Linked DNA regions of Macaca mulatta: region 1 is linked to region 2. The links are chromatin contacts, called in public Hi-C maps. All regions are on one chromosome and are shown on one strand. Each heading gives the region's core, a stretch centred on a gene start, on an enhancer-like site or on the middle of the called end of the contact. The rest is flanking DNA. Distances are from core to core; before and after follow the strand shown.

Evidence for each region. A called contact is a pair of places that touch in the nucleus more often than the background predicts.
Region 1: a contact with region 2 is called in a Hi-C map of liver, with 13 times the contacts expected there. The contact joins the promoter of LOC114674224 here to the promoter of ZNF17 in region 2. A contact is called at or near these places in 8 of 14 Hi-C or Micro-C datasets (CD4 T cells, blood, cortical neurons and 4 more).

Annotation. Positions count from the first base shown.
Region 1 is chr19:70,284,741-70,289,940 of T2T-MMU8v2.0, forward strand. LOC114674224 reads left to right here and starts at 3,653. Exons shown (of 2, transcript XM_028840319.2): 1 at 3,653-4,107. The coding sequence starts at 3,653. It overlaps ZNF329 (zinc finger protein 329), which reads right to left and starts at 4,002. Exons shown (of 5, transcript XR_013409769.1): 1 at 3,290-4,002.
Region 2 is chr19:69,604,073-69,609,525 of T2T-MMU8v2.0, forward strand. ZNF17 (zinc finger protein 17) reads left to right here and starts at 1,740. Exons shown (of 3, transcript XM_077980031.1): 1 at 1,740-2,000.

The sequences.
Region 1 (5,200 bases), core at 2,403-4,902, 680 kb after region 2:
GTAATCTCAGCTCCTCGCGAGGCTGAGGTAAGAGAATCGCTTGAACCCGGGAGGCAGAGGTTGCAGTGAGCAGAGATCGCACCATCACACTCCAGCCTGGGGGACAAGAGAGACTTCATCTCAAAAGAAAAAAAAAAGACATATATACAAGATGGACAGTTCTCCAAAAACTGAGTGCAAAAAGTAAACTGTGCACTTATCCACGATACAATTTACGTGGAAATAAAAGACACAAAATCTCTATGTTATACAGAGATTCATACATAAGTAGTAAAGTAACAATAACATGGACTAGATAGATTGCCCAACTTCAAGAAAGTAGCACCTGAGGGGAGAGAGGGGAAAGAGTTGGGGAAGAGACAAAGTTACACCTGTGATGCTTGATATGAAAAAACAAATCAAAATCTGAAAATCTGACTATATGTTAACACAGGTAAAATCTCGATGATACATGGGTGTCATCTTTATTATTTATATATTATTCTATTACTCTCCAAACCTCTCCGCAGGTTGAAATACTTCACAATTTTGAAATGAAAATTGGAAAAAAAATTGTAATCCAGAATAGTGATTAAATTGTCACAATAGTGATGCTGGGAGCAACTTGGAAATCAATTAGCAAAAGCAATAAAGGATTTTCATGAAGAAAATACAAAAACCTCATTAACAGACCTAAAGTTAAGTTCAGAACACACTGACATATTATTCCTGAATGGAAAGTATTTTTTTAAAATTTCTCCATGAAGGCCTACATATTTTTTTAAAGTATTAAAATATCAGACCGGGCACAGTGGCTCACGCCTGTAATCCTAACACTTTGGGAGGCCAGGCTGGGGGAATCACCTGAGGTCAGGAGTTCAAGATGAGCCTGGCCAACATGGTAAAACCCCATCTCTAAAAATATAAAAATTGGCTGGGCATGGTGGCTCACGCCTGCATTCCTAGCACTCGGTCTCAAAAAAAAAAAAAAAAGATCTTCACAAAACTACTAAACAAAATTATAGCAGTTCCAATTCAAAGACTCCCCCCGCCGCCCCTGCCAGCTCACAGAACAAAACAACTTAAAGATCATATAAAAAGTCCAACAGTATCTGGTTAAAATAGTCAGAGGCCGGATACGGTGGCTCACGACTATAATCCCAGCACTTTGGGAGGCCGAGGTGGGTAGATCACTTAAGGTCTGGAATTCAAGACCAGCCTAGTGAACATGGTGAAACCCACCTGTACTAAAAATACAAAAATTAGCCAGGTGTGGTGACGGGCACCTGTAATCCTAGCTACTCAAGAGGCTGAGGCAGGAGAATTGCCTGAACCTGGGAGGCGGAGGTTGCAGTGAGCTGAGATTGCACCACTGCACTCCAGCCTGGGTGACAACGTGATACTCTGTCTCCAAAAAAAAAAAAGTCAGGCACCCTTTATTAGATACTAAAATTTACCATATTAAGCAGATGGGCTAAAACAGGCACTAAAACACACAAATATCAGAAGAATAGAAGAGTATGAAAGAAGAGATGAGTAAAAGTAATCATCTAGTAATGAAGTTAACAATAAAGCATAACATCATTAATAACAACAAGGGTGTTTTTTCTGTTCAGTGGCAGAGAAATCCTTAGTGCTGGCCGGGCGCGGTGGCTCAAGCCTGTAATCCCAGCACTTTGGGAGGCCGAGATGGGCGGATCACGAGGTCAGGAGATCGAGACCATCCTGGCTAACACGGTGAAACCCCGTCTCTACTAAGAAATACAAAAAACTAGCCGGGCGAGGTGGCGGGCGCCTGTAGTCCCAGCTACTCGGGAGGCTGAGGCCGGAGAATGGCGTGAACCCGGGAGGCGGAGCTTGCAGTGAGCTGAGATCCGGCCACTGCACTCCAGCCTGGGCGACAGAGCGAGACTCCGTCTCAAAAAAAAAAAAAAAAAAGAAATCCTTAGTGCTAAGTATTGTGCTAGCACAAGTGTATATTCTTTTTTGTAGTTTTTGAGACTGGGTCTCACTCTGTCCTCCAGGCTGGAGTGCAGTGACAAGATCTCAGCTCACTGCAACCTCCACCTCCCACGTTCAAGTGATTCTCCTGCCTCAGCCTCCAGAATAGCTGGGATTACAGGCGCACACCACCACACCCAGCTAATTTTGCTATTTTTAGTAGAGACGGGGTTTCACCTTGTTGGCCAGGCTGGTCTCGAACTCCTGACCTCAGGTGATCCACCCACCTCAGCCTCCCAAAGTGTTGGGATGACAGGCGTGAGACACTGCGCCCGGCCACAAGTGTATATTCTTCTAGGTCACAGGTAGGCTATCTTTTTCTGTAAAAAGCACAGTAATAAATATTTTCAGCTTTGCAGACCATAAGGTCTCTGCCATGACTACCCAACTCTGCCAGATAGCAGCCTAGATAATACTAAACAAACGAATGTGACTGCATTCCAATAAAACTTTACAGAAACACAAGGCCCACTGAGGCCATTGTTTGCCAATCCTTGTTCAGGAATTATGTGTTTGTTCTTGGGGTAGGAGATTTTCTACGTCAAGATAAGCATCCCAGAAGTCATTTACAAAATGACTTTTTTTTTTTTTTCTTAGGGATGGAGTCTTTGTTGTCTAGGATGTAGTCCAGTGACATGATCATAGCTCACTGCAGCCTTGACCTCATGGGCTCAAGCAATCCTCCCATCTCAACCTCCCCAGTTGCTGGGGCTACAGGTGTACACCACCATGCCTCTAATTTTTTTAGTAGAGATGGGGTCTCACTATTTTACCCAGGCTGCTCTCAAACTCCAGGGCTCAAGTAATCCTCAGCCTCCCAAAGTGCTGGGGTTACAGGCATGAGCCACCTTGTCTGGCCAACATATGTGATCTTTTTCCGTTTTTTGTTTTTTGTTTTTTTTTTTGATAGTCTAGCTCTATAGCCCAGGCTGCAGTGCAGTGGCGTGATCTCGGCTCACTGCAGCCTCCAACCTCTGCATCCCCGGTTCAAGCGATTCTCCTGTCTCGGCCTTCCCAGTAGCAGAGATTATAGGCCCGTGCCACCAAGCGTGGCTAATTTTTGTATTTTTAGTAGAGACGGAGTTTCACCATGTTGGCCAGGCTGGTCTTGGACCCCTGAGCTCAGGCAATCCGCCCGCTTGGGCCACCCAAAGTGCTGGGATTACAGGCGTGAGCCATAGTTGTTGCTTCTTTAATGGTGCACTCAAGGCATTTTGTTGCTGGCTCAACACCCCTTTCAGGCCTTCACTGACCTATGCCACACGGCACTTGCGCCCAGGGATAAAGAGCCGGATCAGCTTCTGCTCACCCCAGTCCTCTTGCCAGAAAGGCCCTCTGGCCTTTGTCCAGTTGCTGGACGCTGCCTCTTCTTTCTGGTTGGTCTCCTCCTCCAGGAGGCATTCGCGAACGCCCCAGTGGAGCCACACGGTCCATGCCTCTTCCACTTATTTCCCCAGGGCTCACATTCCACAACTACTAAATCAACACCGACAGACTCATAAGCAGCCCCTTCCTCGTCCTTTTTTCCCTCCGGAGCTCGGGAACGTCTGCCGGGGATGAGGGGGACTCGCAGACCACCCCCCGCCAGGCGGAGGTTGGGGGCCGTCACCTGGCCAGGTGTCCGGGGACCGGCTCGGGCGGCTGACACCGCAGTCCACGAGAAGCGAGGAGGATGCTTGGACTGTGGGCAGGATCGCTGGCAGGGGAGGCCCTGCCCGGAAGGCGGGATTTGGGGACGATCCCCATTCCTACCAGCCGCAGACGCGGAGCGCACAGGAGTCGCCGCAGCCCCAGCCCGTGCACCCACAGCGGAGCCGAGGCCGCGACTCCGGGCCTGTTGGCCGGAACCCGCAGCTGTGTCCCAGGCTGTCCAGGTTGCGGCTACCCCTTAGAGCCCCCGGCCCCGCACTACTCTGCGGTGGCTTGGAGACTCCGGGTCATCACGCCCCTCCGCCAAGGCGGACGCCGGACCCTCCGCTGCACATGCGCGCCCACTGCGGCGCAGTCGCTGCGCATGCGTATGCTTCCACCGCCTCCATCTCCCAGAAAACCCCGCGATGTAGTGCTCCACCGCTTCCTTCCTCAGGTTGCGTTAGCCGCGACGATGGCGCCCTCTAGCGGCAGCAGGTAGGCAGTGGGGGTCCTGGGCGTGGCTGTGTGCCCGTGTTCTGGGAGGATACCTGGCGCCGACCTTGAAGGGACCTGAACGTGAGAGGGAAAAACGCTCGTGATGCCAAGGCTTGGGCAGCGGACAGCCAAAATCCTGAAACCCCGAGATGCTCCCTGTGATTCACTTTCCAGAGGCCCCTCAAGGCCCCGACGCTGGCCCGGAGGGCGGTCGCTGACTATCTTGAGACTGAAGCTCACTTTAGGATCCTGGGCGTTCCTGTCAGTTTTTTTTATGAATACAGGGAAAACCAGTGGCTTACTGACAGTTTAGAAACTCCCTGAGGAGGGCCGGGCGCGGTGGCTCGCGCCTGTAATCCCAGCACTTTGGGAGGCCGAGGCGGGCGGATCGCCTGAGGTCAGGAGTTCAAGAGTAGCCTGGCCAACATGGTGAAACTACTAAAAATACAAAAAATAGTCTCTACCAAAAATACAAAAAATTAGCCGGGCGTGGTGGCGGGCACCTGTAGTCCCAGCTACTCAGGAAGGCTGAGACAAGAGAATCGCTTGAACTCGGGAGGCAGAGGTTGCGGTGAGCCGAAATCGTGCCATTGCGCTCCAGCCTGGGCAACAAGAGTGAAACTCAGTCGCGAAAGAAAGGGAGAAAGGGAGAAAGAGAGGGAGGAAGGAAGGAAGGAAGAAAAGAGAAAGAAAGAGTCTCTGAGGAGCAAGCAATTCCCTCAGCCAAAGAGGTAAGAACTGCAAAATAAATATTGCATTTACCTTACCCCAACATTGTATTAAGAACATTTTCAAACAGGCAGAAAATTTGAAACAATTGTGTGGGCCCGGCCCAGTGGCTCACACCTGTGCTTTCTGCACTTTGGGAGGCTGGGAAGGGAGGGTCGCTTGAGCTCAGGAGTTCGAGAACAGTCTGGGCAACGTAGTGAGACCTCATTTCTAAAAAAAAAAATTTTTTTTAATTAACCGGGCTTTGTGGCACGCACCTGTAGTCCCAGCTACTCAGGAGACTGAGGCAGGAGAATCCCCTGAGCCCTGGGATGTTGAGGCATGATTGTACCACTGCACTCTAGCCTGGATGACAGAGTGAGAC
Region 2 (5,453 bases), core at 490-2,989:
TGTATTGTTGGTAAATGATTAACATATTTTTAATTTTCAATTTTTTCAGAGACGGGGATCTCATTATATTGCCCAAACTGGTTTTGAACTCATGAACTCAAATAATCCTCCTGTCTTAGCTTCCCTGTAGCTGGCACTCCTGAGCAGCTTTAACTCTTCCAGACCTTCAGTTGGCTGGTTTTTCTTTTCTTTTCCTTTCCTTTCCTTCTTTCTCTCTCCTTCCTTCCTTCTTTTTGTAATTTGATAAACCAAATTTCAAGACTTTGGCCAAAATACAGTCTTCTCTTTTACTGAATATCTCAGTGCTCCATTTCATTTTTCCCTCACCAATTCTGCAGGAGAGATCACAAGACTATGTCCATATCTTTATTTGTAGGGGTATGATTTTCAGCTAACATAGCCACTAAGTGATTTAATTTACAATTAAATTTTATTTTAATAAAATTTATTTTACAATTAAATTTTATTTTAATAAAATTTATTTTACAATTAAATTTTATTTTAATAAAATTTATTTTACAATTAAATTTTATTTTAATAAAATTTATTTTACAATTAAATTTTATTTTAATAAAATTTATTTTACAATTAAATTAATTTAACATAGCCACTAAGTGATTTAATTTACAATTATAGTGGTAGAAAAATAGCTCTGACTTCTGAGGTTTTGTAATTTATTGTAAAAAGCTGAATACAGGACATTTAAAGTGACCTGACAAAGTCAATACAGGACTGAGGACTAATTCATTAAATATGTCTTACATGTCTTATAGGATCACAGACAGCTGGCATCCCTATTCCTGATGTGTCCCATGCACTTAGTATTGTACCTGGCATCTAATGAGTGTTCATCAGACATGTTAGAGTAATAAATACGACAGCACAGTTTCCCTATTCAGTTTTATTTTTCTGGTAACTCTTTTAATGTATAGTCTTTACCTCTCCCTTCAAGCTGTTAATGCACAATGTTTTCAAGTTTGAAAAATAATCAGATTTTGCACACCAAATTTGAGTGTGTCCAAGGTTCTAGGACAACCTTAGCTTTTTTCCTCCTATCACAGATATATTTCTCTATAACTATTTTTGCCAGTTTCTTTGGATAACTACATAATCATCATTAATAGTTTCAGTAATAGCCATTTCACAAGAGTTATTCAGAGACGATTTCAACTCCCTGTGCAGACACTGTTGATACAATTTCAGGCGAAATGATAAATCACTTTCCAGTGATGAGATGAGATCATGCATTCCCAAACCTTTATCTCAGCAGTAAGATGCTTTCTTTGCACAAGGGCTTTGACTGGTGGAAGGTCACATTATTCTGGCAGATAATGGTAGATAAGTCGCTTTTCCTTTTCAGTTAGGTTTCAGTTTCTTAAAGTAAGTGGAAAATATCTCAGATATAAAGTAATAAGTATCATGTGAATGAAGTGTTACTGGGTAGGCTGAAAGACAGTAACTGATTATTCAGAAAGGAAAGATATTCCTCCTCAAACTCCCCATCATGCCATGTCTGGGTCTTTTCTTGTCCCAGCAGAACACATTGAAGATTATAAAACAGTCTCCAGAGCTTCGTTCTGTGTGTATTTGGCAAGCACAAAAGAACTGATCGCTATGCGTGGAAGATCAGTTCCTTATGGTTGGCCATGTTCCTTCGGACGTTCGTCCTTCGGGAACTTGCTGTGCTTTACAGAATCTGAAAGGGCAGGTCTCTGAAACATTTCTCTGACTTGTTCTAGACTGCCTTCCGGGAAAATCTGGATGCTTGCCGTTTAAAAGCCAGTGAAGCCCTCCACGCCCTTGGAGCCCCGTAACTGCATTTCTCAACACCTCTGGAGGATCCTCCTGGCTTTCATCCTGAACGCGAGTTACCTAGGTTCACAGGCGGGGCAGGCAGCGGCGTGGGAACTACACTACCCAAAAGACACAGCGGCGGACACAAGCAGCGAGTGTAGCTGCTTAGCAGAGAAGGCCTAGCAGAGAGGCGTCTACGTGGGTTCGTACTGCGTGTGGGCGGGACTTCCTGCAACGCCCCAGGGTGTTGTCAATATGGTTGAGTGGGGATCTGTTCACCCTCAGGCTGAGTCGAGACTGAGGTGAAAGAGCGGAAAAACGCGAGAAAAGGTTTCCCCGCTGTACAGAGGCTAGAGTGAGGCTCGACTGAGTCGGGTGTAGGCGTCGGTGCCTTCGACAGCGTCCAGGTCACCGCCGCTCCCGCCCCTCTCTTCCCTGGCTGTGCTAGCGGAGGCCGCGCCGATGAACCTGACTGAGGTGGGTGCCGCGTCCCAGGGCGCCCCGCCAGACCCCTCCTCCGAGTGCCGAAGCCCCGAGGAGGGGCCCTGCAGGTCAGGCCCCTGTGTCCCAAAGAGAGGGGCGTTCTCGTGTGGGGTACCGGTGTCCGCGGTGCTGTGAGGCGGGGGAGCTCCTGTCAGGGACCTGCACTTGCGAGGCTGCAGAGCGGGCGGCACTGGGGAGCCCGAGCGTCTTTGTCTCCACGGAGCTGAGAGTGAGGCGGAGTCTCGCCTGGGAGGGCCGCGGAGCTGCTGAAAGCCATAGCAGGCTGTGCAGGAAGGGTTACGCCCAGAGGTAGACGTTTAAAGTTGGGGAAAACAGGATGTTAAAGTAGGACAAGGGGACCGCTGAGGAGACCCCTTGAGTTATGGTAGGGATGGGCCAGAGGAGTTGCAGTAGAGGGGAAGTGTGATGAGATTCTGGGTGGATCTCAGAGAGACAGTCGACAGGATTTCCTGGTGCATCAAATATAGCAGTGAGGGTAGTGAAGAGTCTATTCCATGGGTTTTGTTTTGGCCTGAAAATCTGATAGAATGGAGTTGGAGAAATCGGCTTAAGGAGCAGGTTTCAGAGAGGATTACAATTTGCATTTTTGGAGGACTGAGTTTTGGAAGGCAGGTCATGGTTGGGTCCATAAGCCTGACACTCCCTTTAGACAGGTGCAAACTTGTCATAGGAAGGATTCTGGGCCGTGTCTGCAAAAACGGAGTTCTGAATGGGTTAAAGAACTGGCCTAGGCTGGAGACTGAGGTGTGAGGTGGTTTAGATTTCGGCACCTGCAGACCCAGCAGACCCCCAGGCCCACTCTGTGGAACAGCAGGAAGGTCATCCAGACTAGTGGGGAGATTGGGTCCAGACGTGGGTAGGGCTTTCTCACATCTAGTCAAGGGCCTCCAGCGATCTTCCAGCAACTGAATTTGTAGCAGGCAGGCCTGGTTGCTGATGGGACTAGGAACTGACCTGCTTGCTTATCCTCTCCCTACAACTTATTTATTTATGAATGTATAAAACATTTCTTTAACCACTAATGAACCAATATCCTTCTAAATATGTACACATAGGTCGGCAGTTAGAAATGAATGTAACCAATAGTTAAATTTATTCACTTAATAGTTGTTGAATGTTAATTTTTCTTTTTTCGTTTTTTCTTTTTTTATTTTTTTGAGACGGAGTCTCGCTCTGTCGCCAGGCTGGAGTGCTGTGGCGCGGTCTCGGCTCACTGCAGCCTCTGCCTCCCAGGTTCAAGCGATTCTCCTACCTCAGTCTCCCGAGTAACTGGGATTACAGGCATACGCCACCATGCCAGCTAATTTTTGTATTTTTAGTAGACAGGATTTCAGCATGGTTGGCCAGGATGGTCTTGATCTCTTGACCTCGTGATCCACCCACCTTGGCCTCCCAAAGTGCTGGGATTACAGGCGTGAGCCACCGCACCTGGCTGAATGTTAATTTTTCTATTTGCTTGCAGTGGAAAGTTTTATGTATCACATTTGCTTAACACTGTAAGAAGTGGGAAAAATACACACCCAAAATTTCAAAACCCTTCCATGTCATTTGTGCTGAAAACTTGTACAAAATATTTAATCCAGTAGAAAGAAATTGCTGATACATAGTGTGTACTACTTATGTTTGGTGCCAATATAAGCCCTATTAGTTGGCAGTCCTTTTAATCTCTATTTTACACATAAGGGCACTGAGACTCAAGGAAGTTCAATCCTCGTCAAGACTGTGAACCCTGAGGACTTACTGCGTAGCCTGAGATAACTTTGCTCTAGTTGCAGGGCCAGAGGTGGTTATACAGTCAGCCTGTAGGATGCTGCAATGCTGTCTTAATCCTCATGGCCTGCCTCTTCCCACAGGGTTCATAGCAGTGGCAGCAGTGCTTATGGATGCTGGACAGGTGAGTGGAGAGTGTTTCCAGCTTTCACCCATCCCAGATGGTTTCAGCATGCTGATATAGGGAATGGTGTTATCCTGAGACTGTTCACCTTTTCTTCTTTCTCCCTTGGGTCCAAGGAGAGCCTGTAGTTTCACCAGACCTGGGTTCCAAACTCAGTCCCTGGTTATATAGAGTGGTTCTAGTTCTCACAACTGATGGTTTGAGATTTGGCAGGACATCTCAAACACAGGATCCAGAATGTTCAAATGCTTGGTGGTGAGACTTAGATGGGATGCTTAGAGAACTGTAGCTTAATGTTCTAGCTGGCAAGGATAAGGAGCACAGCAGCAGGGCAGGAGGTCGGGGCATGCAGGGATCAGGCATGGAATGGCAGCCTGAGGTTGTCTAGGTTTTGTTTTTTGTTTTGTTTTGTTTTTGAGACAGAGTCTCGCTCTGTCGCCAGACTGGAGTGCAGTGGCGCAATCTCGGCTCACTACAACCTCCGTCTCCCGGGTTCAAGCAATTCTCCTGCCTCAGCCTTCCAAGTAGCTGGGATTGCAGGCATGAGCCAACACACCCGGCTAATTTTTGTATTTTTAGTAGAGACAGGGTTTCACCCTGTTGGCCAGGCTGGTCTTGAACTCCTGGCCTCAAGCAATCTGCCTGCCTCAGCCTCCCAAAGTGCTGGGATTGCAGGTGTGAGCCACTGTGCTCGGTGGTTCTAGGTCTTTAATCTGAGGGGGTTAGTAGCTAGGGAAGTTTTGAGAAAGAAAAAATAGGTCATTTGGCCTAGATTCTAAGACGCTTCCTCTGCCTGCAGAATGGAGGACAGAGTGAGGGTTAGGGAAGAACAAAGGATACCTGGGTGATAATTCCTGCCACAGTCCAGTGGAGGTTAGTGGTGGCTGGACACGAGTGGTGGCTGTGGAGGTGGAAGGGTTGGGTGGCTTCTGTAGGTTTTGATCTAGAGCAGCTCACATTTTTTGATGTACAGAGCAAGGAAGCTGGGGAGGTAGGATGTAAGAGGGGATCGGGAATGGCCCCATAGTTTTGGCCTTGTTGAGAAGATTGGATGTTCCAGCAACTAAGATGTGGTAAATTTTGTAGTAGGGGGAGTTTAATAGAGCATATGAAGAACCAGGTTTGGGCCAAGTCAAAAATGTTCCAGAAACTCATGTAGAGGTGCCAGGAACACACAGAAATGGAGTTCATTGGAGGTGTTCAGGATGGAGACATCTACTACATGATAGCTGGTGTGTACACCATGGTAAATCTATGGGTC